Regions from separate parts of the Mus musculus genome. Here region 1 is linked to region 2. The links are chromatin contacts, called in public promoter capture Hi-C maps. All regions are on one chromosome and are shown on one strand. Each heading gives the region's core, a stretch centred on a gene start, on an enhancer-like site or on the middle of the called end of the contact. The rest is flanking DNA. Distances are from core to core; before and after follow the strand shown. Region 1 holds the start of Slc9a2 (solute carrier family 9 (sodium/hydrogen exchanger), member 2). Region 2 holds the start of Il18r1 (interleukin 18 receptor 1).

Evidence for each region. Capture Hi-C pulls out chosen DNA fragments and counts their contacts.
Region 1: a contact with region 2 is called in a promoter capture Hi-C map of pancreatic islet. The contact joins the promoter of Slc9a2 here to the promoter of Il18r1 in region 2. A contact is called at or near these places in 2 of 39 promoter capture datasets (hippocampal neurons and stem cell-derived epiblast-like cells), 1 of 115 datasets of contacts at active chromatin or transcription factors (memory CD8 T cells) and 1 of 9 other capture datasets (pancreatic islet).

Annotation. Positions count from the first base shown.
Region 1 is chr1:40,679,715-40,686,337 of GRCm38.p6, reverse strand. It overlaps Slc9a2 (solute carrier family 9 (sodium/hydrogen exchanger), member 2), which reads right to left and starts at 4,626. Exons shown (of 12, transcript NM_001033289.2): 1 at 4,173-4,626. The coding sequence starts at 4,464.
Region 2 is chr1:40,461,142-40,468,287 of GRCm38.p6, reverse strand. It overlaps Il18r1 (interleukin 18 receptor 1), which reads right to left and starts at 2,282. Exons shown (of 11, transcript NM_008365.2): 1 at 1,931-2,282. It overlaps Il1rl1 (interleukin 1 receptor-like 1), which reads right to left. Exons shown (of 11, transcript NM_001025602.3): 11 at 2,873-6,522. The coding sequence ends at 6,119.

The DNA.
Region 1 (6,623 bases), core at 3,377-5,876, 220 kb before region 2:
AACTAGACGAAGCATAAGGCAAGTGCAAGGAGACATATTTTTCAGAGACAAGGATCTCTAAATCCAAGAACATACACAACTTTTGAGACTCATGTTTTAAACTCAAGGCAGCCTGAAGCCCAGAACAGACATCTTCATGATCCAAATGGTTTGCCTTTCAAAAATAGCGATAATAATAATTAATAATAATAATAATAATAATAGTAATAATACAATGTGCCCGCCCAGGTACCAAAAGCAAATAAAACACCCACAGTGAGACCCCAATGCTGTACAGGGCATACAAGGAATCCTGGAACAAAGACCAGAGTTCAGTTACTTTAAAGATTAGAGACAGTGCTCTGTCCCTGAACCCCAGCAGAAGTAAAGTATACAGCCACATTCACTCAGGTTAGGGCTAGTGCAGCCCTCAATGGCCCAGTTCATGAGAGAAAGCAACACAGACAGTGGTAAGCACAGGACCTCAGCGTCTTCCTCTAGATGCCTCTTAAGGTCAGCTTAGAACTATATCCTGGCACATAAGATTCAGTAGGCAAAGGATGTGGAGTTTTCTGTACAAATAAAAAGAATCAATGCATTGTGAGAAACGCATGCACAGTGAGACTCTAGAGTGTCCAGACAAGAGGTCCTAAGGAAAAGGAGAGGAAGTGCTTTGCTCCAAGGTGGGCTAAAATCAATGAACTTTTTTTCTTTTCATTCAGCTAAACTATTCTACACACACCCATCTCATCAATTCTACAATCAGGCTTGCAGGACATTTTATAACTGCAGAACTACATCTCTAGCCAAATAATGAGGACGTTGACTTTCCCCCCAATAAGCAGATAAAGCAAGGAGAAGATAAGTTGACTTAGGCCTTGTGTAGAACAAGATGAACAAGTGTGCTTTCAGATTTGTAAGAATACTTCCAAGACCTGAAGCAATGCAATCTAGATAGCCATTCTAAGTTCACCACTGGTATTTAAACCTCCTACAAATGTTCTTAGGTGCAGCCTGTTCATCCTTGTTTAGATTAATCACAGGGAATATTTCTCCCTGTTCTCTGAGCAGGTAAGTCCTAGCACACCAGGTACTTCCATTAAAATGCCCCAAACAGAAACCACGCTTTCTATATGAGCTGGCATTTGTGTTGCCCCATAACCTTATATCTCCATGTGTGTTGAACTCCATCACCTTTCCCAACTGTGAGCAACTTAAGCTACCTGTGTAAGTGAACCGCTCCCAAACAAAAGTCTTCAAGCACAAAAGCTAAAACAGAACCTGTTTAATTTTGAAATAAACCTTGCTATTAAAAATCAAGGCTTGCAAATAAATAAAAACGTCACTTGCTGACATTAACCAGACCCAAAGTCTATACAGCTTAATGAACTTATACACAGTTAGAAATAACGTTAGACGCTGAAGCTGAACAGTTACAATGTGAATGGGTTTATTTTAGTTCTAATTCTGCATGGACACTTTGGCCTTGGAGATAGGTAAGTGAATACACTATATTTGATACATAAAATATAAACATTAAGCACAAAGCTCCATGGTTCCTGTTTCAGAACTTATTTTCCTGGCCTGTGAAGTTGTTCTGCTGTACCCTGGCAGGTTTGCTCAAAGCCAAAGAGAGAGTAGAGGGTTGGGGCGGGGCAGGATGGTGCTGGAGAAAGACTTGAGGGTATGTGGAAAGGAGACTTCAGTATATCTGGGTATTTGCACATTCCTTCAGGAGCAGCCAAGGAGGCAAGAGAAGGATCGGTTACAATATAGAAAGAAAATGGCAAAGACTCCAAACAACAGATTTCCTTTTTAACTTGAAAAATTCCACTTCCTGTTCTAACATCTATTTCTTTCCCTTTACATCGGGGAGCCAACACCTGTGGACTTGAACCTCTCTGAAAAAGAGACAAGAATGGAGTGCTGTCATCTCTGCCCTGCCCCAGTGGCCTGAGAAGTACAGAATCCAAGGAAAGCCAATGGACTGGGAGGATACATGTGCAAGGTATTATAACTTTGGTCAAATCTGGCGTTGTGAGGGCATAGTGGCCTGTGAAACAGAAGAGGGCTAAGACCATGGTTAACAGAGACGTGAAGGTGCCTGTGTGCAAACTTTGACTCACATAAGCATGGACACATTTAACCAAGTTCCACACGGTTAGGATGACGATGTCCATTAAGATGACTGGAATACCACAGCTGGGTTGAGAGGACTCCCAAAGGCAGCCCAAGAGAACAAGAGCTCAGGAATAAACAGAAGGCAAGAAGCACAGAGACAGCAAAAAAAAAAAAAAAAAAAAAAAAAAAAGGGCCACCTAGCACTGTGGCTCTCTGGAGCACCGTGGCCATTGTCACCAGCAGCACGCCTGCCTTGACAACCAGGATTAATGGACAAACCCACTCTCCTCTAATCCTTATTCCAGAATACTCTTTCAGAGAGGACCAAAGATGAGGCATCAGGCCTTCCTCGGCCTAGAACTGGGTCTCTCCACCCACCAGCAAAGCTACCTCATGTCTCAGCTTCCTCCTCCCCAAAACAGGGCCATCATATCTACCCAGGATGAAGGCTGTGAAAATGAGGGATAATGAACTTAAGTGCCCACTAGCGGCTGTTATTAGTGTAATTAATCTGATTAAAATAATCAGGGGTAAAGAACAGAAGAGGGTGTCAGAGCAGAAAAGCAGTAATGGGAAAGGTCACAAATGCAGCCCTCCTGGGCTCCGACTCAGGCACAGGCAGGGAACCAGAGGCAAGCTACCTGTGTGCATTTGGTGGGTCCGACTTTGTGGGTCATAGTATGGACTTTCCAGTTTTGGTTTCCACCTCTCTGAGGTGAGAGTATTCACAGCTGCACATCCCTACAGGGCAGGGATGCTGTGGGGGATGATGTAAAGAGAGAGCATCTCGGGCTATTATTAGAGACCATGAGCTTATGTGGCTGTTTGCTTGATAGGGAAGTCCATGTCTCTTATACCATTGCTCAGATGGAATTAAAGCACGCGCAGCTAGTTGGTCATGCCAGAGCCAGCAATTCCAGACTGCAGAGTCATTATGTAGTGTAGGACACCTTTGCTTACCACCATCACAGGCTAATAGATTTAATCTAACCTCGGAAGTCAATGCCAGGCTTAGCTTGCAAGTTCTACACTCTTACAAACCATCCCTGCCACCTGCTTAGACCCACCCCTTTCCAGTCACACTTTTTGTTTCTCTCTAGAATGCTGTTTCCGGTGAACAGCTCACACTGACCAGACTTTAGTCATCCTTGAAAACAGTCTGTATAAGTCAGGCCAGGATGTGACCCCTGCATCTATCCCCAGCCATATTGTGTTTGCCGAGGAGTATTTCCTGTGTTGTAACCATCGATGCCTCACCCTGATCATCAGAAAGGTTCCCTAAGAAAGGCTGAGATGTATGGAAAGCTGCATCCCACAAGGTGAATGCAAAAGCATAGAAAACACCGCGTTCTTCTGACCTCATACATTTTGAACAGTACAGCGATAGCGAATGTGCTTTAATACTGCATACAGAGTAAAATGGTGAGCGGGCGTTATGATGGAGTGATCAGGTTAACAGATGAGAAAACGGGCTGAGCTTGGGGATGGGTTAATTATTTGTTAATAGCTGGTCTCCCTGGCTCCAGTTACCTCTAAAGAAGAAAAGGCTTTCTAGAGAGGAAGGAGCCCAGAGAGCCCAGAGAGAAAGAACAGGGCACTGGTGTTGTAGTGGCAAGCATTTAGGTGTCCACAGTCCCAATTTAAGCACCTCATCAGACAGGGACATGAGGAGGGTCTGTGTTCTGCCAACGCACCCTCTCCCATCCAAGATCTTGCCCACTTCCACTCTCCTCTCTACTTGTAGATGATATACAATCTAGCTAAGCCCTGCCTCAGTTAGCAAGCAAGTCTCCCTCAACTTTGGCACAGACCTGTCAAACTTGACGCTCAAAGCAGAAGTTCACAGTGGGTCTCTATGCTATGGGCCAGTCTTTCCCGGCTTTCCAAGGCCAGCGTCGGATTAAGAACAGGAGATCTTTCAACCACAGGAGCTAATCTGTCCGTCCAAGGCTGCCTTGGTGCAGGAGGAGCTGGCCACTATCTGAGACCAACTACTTGCCTACTTGGCGAGTCACCCACCAGGATCCCCAGTCTGATCGTCCCCGCCCCCACCCACGGGTACAGTTCCTTACCAATCTTGGCCAAGGAGGCCAGTAGGATCCACAAAGTGATCTCGAAAGGGATTTGCACGTGGGGGTAATCCAGGGTGAACACGGGCAACCGACTTTCCTCGAACGGCGTCGTTCCCGGGGCCACCACACTGGCAGGACTTGGCGGGTTGGAGCTGGCACCCCTGGCCCTGGGTGCGTCCAGCAGGGTCTCGGCCAGCGCGCCCGCCGGCACTGCCACCTGCAGAGACAGCAGCAGCAGCAGCAGCCAAGACAGTGGCGCCCGCACGCTGTGCGCGGTGCCCCGGGGGCCCATGGGGTCGGCAGCTATGAGCGCAGCAGAGGACGCTGGTGTAGGATCTGGGTTCCCTCAGAGCATCGCGGGAGGGACAGCACTACTAACTCAACGGGACTGCGAGAGTACCACACCACCGCCTCCACGGGGTCGGGGCCCTGTCGCCAACCAGTTCGGTGGGTGTGAACCTCGCAGGGCCCGGAGGGGAGCGCGCAGCGACAGGAGGCCACTGCGCGGTCCCTCGGCCGCGCTCAGCCTTGCTCAGCCGCCCTCCGCCGCCGGCCGCCCTCCCATGCCTGGCAGCTACAGGCCCTGCCCGGGGCGGCCCGAGGGCGGGCGGGGACGGGGACGGGGGCGGGGCGGGGCGGGCGCGGCGCCCCGGTGGCGGGGCGGGAGGACGCGGAGACCCGGTGCGACGCGCACCTGCCGCAACCCACAGTCGACGCGGGGGCGAAGGTCGCGCCGCTCTCTAGCCCGCCCGCGGACCAAGAGCCGCTGTTCTTGGGAGCCCGGGAGCTGTGGGTGCACTAGGTGCTCGGTGCGCACGGTGGCCTGAGCTGTCCCCGCCCCGGAGGCAGCGTCGGCCGTCCATCAGGGCTGGGACCGACGCGACCCACGCGTCGCGCCCTGCCCCCTCCCCCCGCAGGCTCCTGCAAGGAGACACCCCGGGGCGCTGGCACGCGAGGAGGCGCCGCGGGCTCAGGCAGGGAGGCGACGCCGGGCGCGGAGGAACTGGGGAGCCTTCGCCACTGCTGGGTCTGCAGAGACCGACTCACCGAGGGGAGCCTCTCGGGGCCTCGGAAAGATGAGAAGGAAGAGCAAAGCACCTTGAACACAGCCTGTTCTCTGCGCACCGAAACTCCCGGTTGAGAACTCAGCGCTCCCACGCTCTCCCAGAACCCTTGTCTTTCCGCTTTTCCACTCCTTGTAACAGTGTGCACTCCACTTTTCTTCCCTCCCCCAGCTTTGGGGACGAAAAAGTCTCTGTTTTTAGGCTTCGAGGTGAATCTGTCTGAGGGCATCAGAAACATAACTATTTCGTGGAAAACCAGTGATTTGCCTAGCTTAGACGGACTTGTTCGGCTAATTACAGGATGGACTGCGGTTTGGAAAAGCGGGATTCTCCCAGCGCCAACTGGCCCTTCTCCCGAGCCCGACCTTCCGCAGGGGCATTGCCAGGTGCCCTGCCTGCGATCCCACTGTCCCGGTGTCCTCACGGTGAGAAACTGAAAGGAACCGAAACCAAACCATCTGCCTCCCAGTTAACCCACACGGTTTCCCCTAAACGTATAAAATAAAAATTCTTATCTTTCCCACAGGGTTCCGGCTCTTGTTTATACACCCCTCAGTCTGACACAGAAAGGTCTAACAGAATCTGTGAGATGTCAGTCGTCGGAGGCCATCTGAATAGAGGCAAGCAAGGAACCTTTGAGTCTGGGAAAGGCAGGGACCATTCTAGCCCGAAGTAGAATGGGTCTCAGGGTTGATACAGAATCGGCACAGAATGTATCAGTTTTCCAGCTTTGAAGTGGAACTGCCTGTGAAGATTCTGTTTCCTTGTAAAGATTTACTGAAACAGGCAGAGCCTAACCCTTTTCCTCCCTGCTGGGCATTTGCATATCAACGACTGATTCTCCCATCTCTTTTCTAAGAAAGGACTTGTTAACTAAGTGTTTTCTTTCTCGAATTGCCTTTCTCTCCAGAAGAGGCGCTGGGAAAGCACTTTCACTTGAATTTTTGGTTATCACAAATACCGAAGTTGGGAGGGAAAAACTGTATCTGTTTTACAGGTGAAGCACTGCACACACACGAACACCCTTCTAGATTAAAGTTCTAGAAGGTATCCACACCCAGGCCTGACCTTGCTAAAGCTGGTTCCACCCCACACTACCAATTTTAGATTATTTATCAAATAGAACAATGAAGAATATTTTAGGGGTCGTTTAAGAGCATAACTCTTAATAGGATGAAGTTCTGCGGAGAGTAAGCAGCACACAGTCAGACAGTTATTCTTAGATGTTGTGACATCACAGGAGGGCAAGCACGCAGTCAGACAGTTATTCCTAGGCGTGAGAATGTTGAGAACGACTGTGCATCGTAGGATAAATGACATTCCACCTCACTGTCTAGAGTATCTACACAGGTCACAGATGCTGGAGTCACTGTCCTTTGTAAATCTC
Region 2 (7,146 bases), core at 1,033-3,532:
AGCCACTCTATATTGGCTTCTTTGCTAAATCGTTGAATGAAAGAAGCTTACAAAATACATACAGATGCAAGTCCCGACTCATCATTCGATTTATTGCACACCTACACCATCTCTGACTTCTTAAAGCATAATGTCTTCAAAGGTTTATTTTGACAGACATGCTGCCCACTAAACACACACGGGAGGCAGCCTGAGCCCTTGACTCTTCCACATTCCCAGCTGATTCCAGTGTACAAACAAATGGAAAGCCACCAATCTATAGGTCTTGCCTGTGCACTCAGAAAAGTACATTTCTTATTAGACACATTCAGTTCATAGTTGACATAAAAAATATAAAATTAATCCATATGCAAGCATGTATGTGTGTGCTCATAAATAGAAAGGATAGTTACAAACTTAGTTGCCCAATGACATAAACTTTTCTCTAGATTAAATTAAGTGCTCTTCCAAACGTTTTGTGATCTGGAGGCATAGGGTGAAGGCCAGATGCAAGGTGACAAGTATCTCTGTCCCCCAAGACAAGGGAGTCCTTTCAAAGGATGTCAATGTGGTCATGTCCTTAGGTCCTGAGTTTCTGTTCTGTCCTTTTGGGTCCTTACCATGAGGAAACTGACCACATTCTAGTAAAAACAGTTCATCTGAGCACATAGATACTAAGCTCCTTAAAGCTTCCAGGTAAACACACACACACACACACACACACACTCACGTCCATACACACTCAGTTTCTAAGGCTGGGAGAGTGGGAAACAACTAAGCTTGTGACAGTTGAGTTTCAGTGACTCACAGGTAAACATGTCACCTCAGGGACAGTCATTGCTTAACAAAACATGACCCTGATGTATCCCTCACACTGCTTTGGTGAATTATGACACCCAATGAGGTTTTTCTTTTCCTCGCTGGGACCGCCACTGAGCTGGGCTCTCCATGACTCTTTTTAAACACGCAGTCCCTTTTGCTACAGTCTCCAATGGGTGTTTTACTTCATCTGCAGAAAGGCGAATCAGTCTGGTACAACCAACAAAAATGATCTTGAATACACCCTTGCACTTCTGCTTTAAGAAAAAAAAAAAGGTGTGCACATTTGACTTTCCATCTGTAAGGAAAGGAGAGTCATTGCTACCTCACGACACTTAGCGTAAAAATGCCTGCTGCTATTATCTCCATTTTCCAAAATGTGCCTTCACAAACATGGATCCGGACATGAAGACCATGTTCCCTTTCCCCCCCTCCCCCTCCTCTGGGACCCTATCGTCCTTGCAATATGACACGATGTTTGGCATTGTCAGGAAGCTTGCCAGTTCAGGCCAACCCTAACACACAGCACTTCCAGGGCTCCTGGACCAACCTCCACTTCCTGGTGAGGTACCCAGGAGAAGGCTCTCTGCTTTTCCATAATGTGTGCCTAAGGCAGATATTCTTGTGACTGCAGTGTGTGTGTGTGTGTGTGTGTGTGTGTGTGTGTGTGTGTGTGTGTGTTTGTGTGTGTGACTCACGAGTGTGTGCACAAGAGTGTGAGTGTACATGCATGTGTGTGGGCGCTTGTGCATGCATCAGTGCACACATATGTACATGCATGTACTCATGAGGGAGAGTGAACTATTCCCCAAATCTGCATAAATGGGTCATTCACTGATGCGATAACTGAAGATGTTCTTAGATAAATTTCTGAATATTTCTCCCCTCACACCATTTATTAAACCTGATATTGCCTGTTTCATTTGTCTCCTAAGAGGATTAAGCAACTAAAATACAGCACACCTGTGTGTATTGTCAGCAGAGGGTAAGAGCTGAACAAATCAACTGTTGCTGTGTTTTAGCTGTTCATACCTCTCTACAAAGAACATATACATTTGTACTCACTAGTTATACACACACACACACACACACACACACACACACACACACATACACACCACTCACAATTGACCTTGTTTTCAGGATCGTTGTGGGTGGTTCCTCTCCTTGCTCCAGACAGCAGAAGACAGTGAGGACTGGACATCAGAGTCTGCCCTTACCTTCAGAGAGGTGGCCCACACACAGGCCTGGGCAGTGGCTTCTCCTTCACTTACATCTGTGAAGCAGGATTCGCCCAGCAAGTGAGACTAAATACCTCCTGGTCCACAACTGTGACAACAGACAGGGAGGGAAGGCACAGTGAGGCAAGGCCAGGAGCTTGATTAGAGAGATTTGGCAAACCAGAGAATTATCGCAGGAAAAAAAAAAAAGAAGAAGAAGAAGAAGAAGCCAACGACCGGGGGTAGGGAGGTGGAGGGCTGGGAGAGGAAGATCAGAATAAGAAGAAGAAAGGAAAAGCTAAGGTTTCAGGTGGGCACCGCCTGGGATGGGAGGAGCTCCTAAGAGCTGGGGGACTGAAGCCTAGGGCGCTACAGGCTGCTCCACCCAGGAGCGCTCAAGCTTTCAGTTCTGGGAAGACCTGTACTCCTGGCAGGGTTTCTCTGCATGTCCCTGCTCACCTAAGAGCTCCACAGTTCCCAGAACTAACCCCGACACCCCACCGCTGAGGCGATAGAGCCCCTGGAGTTCTCCTGCCTGGATCTCAGCTGACTCCTCCGCCAGACCTCCAGGGAGGCACAGCCACCGCCTTTGGCTTCCCGGAACCTGCAGCCTGTCTACTCAACCACAAGAACCACCTGTGTGCCCTGTGCGCGCCACACCCTTCAGGCAGAGGGCGCTGAGAACCCAGGACTCCTGCACTGCGGGAGGAGAGTCCTTGAGACTGCCAGGCTCGCAGAGCCAACATAGTGCCAGCCAGCGCAGGATGCCCAGCCTCCTGGATGGGTGGAAAGCCACAATTGGGAAGTTATAGTGAGATTTTAAACTGTTCAAAAGAAACGAAGGCCAAACAGTATTTCTAGATTTTTTTTTTTAATAAGCTAGAACTCTTCAAACACACATGAAGAAAACACACAAGGAGTCAATGGCACAATTATTTTTGCCCAGTGAAAAATAATTTGTCATACAATAATAAATAGGAAAGGCATAACATTTTGATACATGGAAAACAAGCATTTAACAAACTTCAACACTCTTTCTACCAGAACTCACAAACTGGACAGTAGGACGGCTCCTTCCCTTCCTAATCTAATACAGAGATGGCTACAAGAGGCAACACGAGGAAACGCTTTGTTTACCTGTAACTGGTAAGCAAATAAGGTCAGCTCTGCCTGGACAAGCACTTTGAAGAAATGAGGGGAACAAAAGTAGAAATGGGAGAAAGCCCCACAGAAGACATTTTTACATGGATCATGCTTTGAACCTTTCAAAACAGTAAAATAAAACTAATATTTTGAGTTTAGCAAAAGCATCAAAGCATATGTGTGTTCATTACAGAAAAATCTATTATTTCTTCCCTTTCTTCTTCCTTCTTCCTTCTTTCCTTTCCTCCTCCTCCTCTTCTTTTTCTTTGTTGTTGTTGTTGCTGCTGCAGCTGTTGCTGTTGTTGTTAGGACAGGTTTTCTTTTTGTAGCTCTGGTGTCCTGGAACTAACTCTGTAGAGCAGGCTGGCCTCAAACTCACAGAGATCCACCTGCCTCTGCCTCCCAAGTGTGCCATGCTGCCCAGCTCAATTACATGCAAATAGTTTAGACTTATCAGAAGAATCTCGGGAACAAATAATAATTCTCTTTAGTCATTTTCCATGGATGGAGCAGCAGGCATGAGGAAGCAACTATTCCCAGGGATGAGATTGGAGAGAATTTCATTTTTAGAGGTCTTCATTCAGCACAATCATGGAATACACACTCAAACTCACACGGCTCACAATGAGATTTCATAATCACCAACATTAATATTTATCCAGTTCTTTCTGAAATCCGAATACTTCTATTTTCAGTTAGCAAAGAATCCAGCACGTTACTATGTTCCATCCAACCTAAGAAAAATTACTATCTGAGGTTGCTAAGGGACGTCCTCACAGCCACAGAGCAAGGATTCCGTTATCGGGAGTGAGGACTTCCTCCTGATTGCACGTTCTGGGACATGAGACAGTTATGTACACAGCATGCTTTTCAGTGGTCAGTTTTGGCAACTCACTAAGAAGTAGATGAAGCTGCAGAAGATCAAAACCTTCTACTACAGCAGAGCAGGTGGACTTAGCAAACCAGGCAACCACAGGGTGGATGCATGCGAGGGGAAGTTTGAATTCCTCATCACCCTCAGCTCAAGCTTCAGCCTTTGAACTGAACACTAGCAAATGTTTACCTGGCAACCCAGCCTAAGGGTACAGACTAAGAGCACACTGTCCCCAGAGAAACGGGCTACTCTAGATCCTCTACACACACTTCTGCATACGGCTTCTCTGCAGCCTCATATGTTGACCGTGAGTTCAACATTCCCCTCCTTTCAAGAGTCTCCCAAATTCTGTGTTCATTGTCACCTCAGCCTGGAGTCCCATCACCGACTGAGCAACTCAGCTAAGGCAGGGCTCATATCTATTGGCAAAATTCAAGGTACCTGTAAGACACTTGCCTGGGCTCTGGATCCGTTTCCTGGGTGCCTAGGACCTCACGGTCTGTGTGTGCTCCTGGAAAAGACTGTCCAGAGGACCTCTGACTATAGATTGATTCTGTTCTGTCCAAATTCCCTACACATTTCATAGGAGTATCACAAAAGTTAGCTGTCGCACAGTGACAGATACATTTCAGTAAGTAGGAAAATGTCCCGATGTGACATGGCAGACCTGTTTCTCATTCTGGCTGCTTCAGCCATAGTCTGCAGCACAGTCTAAAATGAGACATTTGGAACTTCTGTGAATGTTAAAGAAATCAGCCACCAGTTTTCATTATGGTGGTAAATAGGAAAAGCTGCCTAGTCTGTAGTGTACAATCTCAGCTATAAAAGTTATCGGTATAAAATTTAATTATATTTTAAAATACAGACCTACCAAAATTAATCTTAAGAGTTATGATTTTCATTATATTTCCTTTCCTTTCTATTATTTTTTATATTTTATCATACTTTCTCTTACACCTTATGTTTTCTAACACATCTTTACATTACTTTTAAAGTGAGGAAGTATTTCTAAGAAGAATAAAAAATATATAAAAGGCATTTAGAACTGAAAACATGCTCGACTGTAATGGCAATTTGGGTAAGGTATTCGACCAAATCTGTTAATACTGACTTGACAAAACTCGGTAATTGACGAATAAAAAGTAAGAAATTCTGGTGTGTTAGGAATGAGGTTTACATTGCTAACAAGTATTTAACAAACGTCAACGCTTTTTCTACCACAATTCACAAACTGGTCAGTAGGACGGCTCATTCCCTTCCTAATCTATTACAGGGATGTCTACAAGAGGCAACACGGAGAAACGCTTTGTTTACCTGTGACTGGTAAGCAAATAAGGTCAGCTCTGCCTGGACAAGCACATTGGAGGCTCTTTCCGGCTCTCTGCCTCTGGGAATGAGACTGCTCTTTGAGGTGAATCAGAACTTTATTCTGAAAGTGTAGGCTTAGCCCGGCGTGGTGGCGCACGCCTTTAATCCCAGCACTCGGGGAGGCAGAGGCAGGCTGATTTCTGAGTTCGAGGCCAGCCTGGTCTACAATGTGAGTTTCAAGACAGCCAGGGCTACACAGAGAAACCCTGTCTCAAAAAATCAAAAACAAAAACAAAAGTGTCGGCTTGATATTCAGAATGTAGATAATTGATGAATGAGAGGGGAGGTCTTATGGAGGCTCGATGCCCCAGCATAGGGGAACACAAGGCCTGTAAGGCTGGAGTGGATGGGCAGGTGGGGGGGCACCCTCATAGAAGCAGGGAGGAGGGAAGCAGGATGGGGATTTGTAGAGGGGGCACCGGGAAGGGGGATAACCTTTGAAAGGTAGATAAATAAGATAATCAATTTTAAAAAGCTTTTAAAAGAAGGAACAAAAAGAGAAATAAAAGAAAAGGAAAAAGCTCAGGGTTGATCTTGTGCCACAAGAGTGAAGTAGGAAAAGGAAACCGGAAACAAACGATGGGTGGCTCCTACCATAACCAGGAAAATAAACTAGAGTTGCTCTTTAGCTGAGACTTGGGGCCCCCACCCTTGGCATTTCAAGTCTGCACACCTGCACTCCGGTGCCTACTGCTGGGACTCCGCAGCTCTCAACTCAAAAGTGTTTCAGGTCTAAGCATGCCTTGCCACTCAACGGAGCCGCAACAGATGCCGTCTTGGAGGCTCTTTCTGGCACTGGCATTTGGTACCTCACATGCTTCCAGAATTTGGAACTTAGAGACTGCTTGTCGGCCACATGATCTTCCCTCCACTTGATGGTCCCCTGAATTTTCACAAGATGCTGGAGAGAATCTTGCAGGTCCCCAACCTGTAGTCGGCTTGCCTCACCCAGAGGCTCCATTTCAATAAGAATCACCTTGGAGTTGTTCTGGATGAGGGCGCTGTGCAGAGCAATCTCCTGCTCGTAGGCAAATTCCTTGCTGTGCATCATGTGAGGGGCCAGAACAAACACCTGTCTTCTGCTATTCTGGATACTGCTTTCCACCACGGTGGCTGCATCTACAGTCAAGAGATGGATGGAGACCTCATATCATTCCTTGTGTACGTTTAATGTTTGAATCATGAATGTTCTGGACATAAGAAGATTCTGAGCTGAAAGCATCATATTCATAAAGTAGGAGTGAGTTGCCAATTTTGCTACAAAAATATCTTTCCAAGGGCCCTGTGTTTACTCAGATAAATCAGTGCTAACGAAGAGTCGTCCCAGATACCTGGGATAGTGAAGGTCTCTTAGTCTATCATCTCATAGGAGATGCAGAGTGGACTTCTCCGGAGCATGGAAGACAGGAAGCCACAACCTATGCACAGTGCACTGGCCAGCTACCAACTTTCTCTAAGGGAAGAGATGTGTTGTGTTGGCAGCTTTGATGTAACTGGTTGGAGGAGAGATCAGAGTTCATGCATCAATGGAGAGAAGTAGGAACTACCCAAGAGAGTCCTGCCAACTGACAAAGACAGTACAAGCTTGATTCCAAGAGAACGTTCAAGCGTCTGAGTTTGGCTGATATGGAAGTGGGATAGAGAAGTGAGGATCTGGCAGCTACATACAGCCCCATAGACAAGTGGAGAGCCTACAGATCCTTGAAAAGATTTGAGACACAGAAAGAACCCTAATGATCGTTG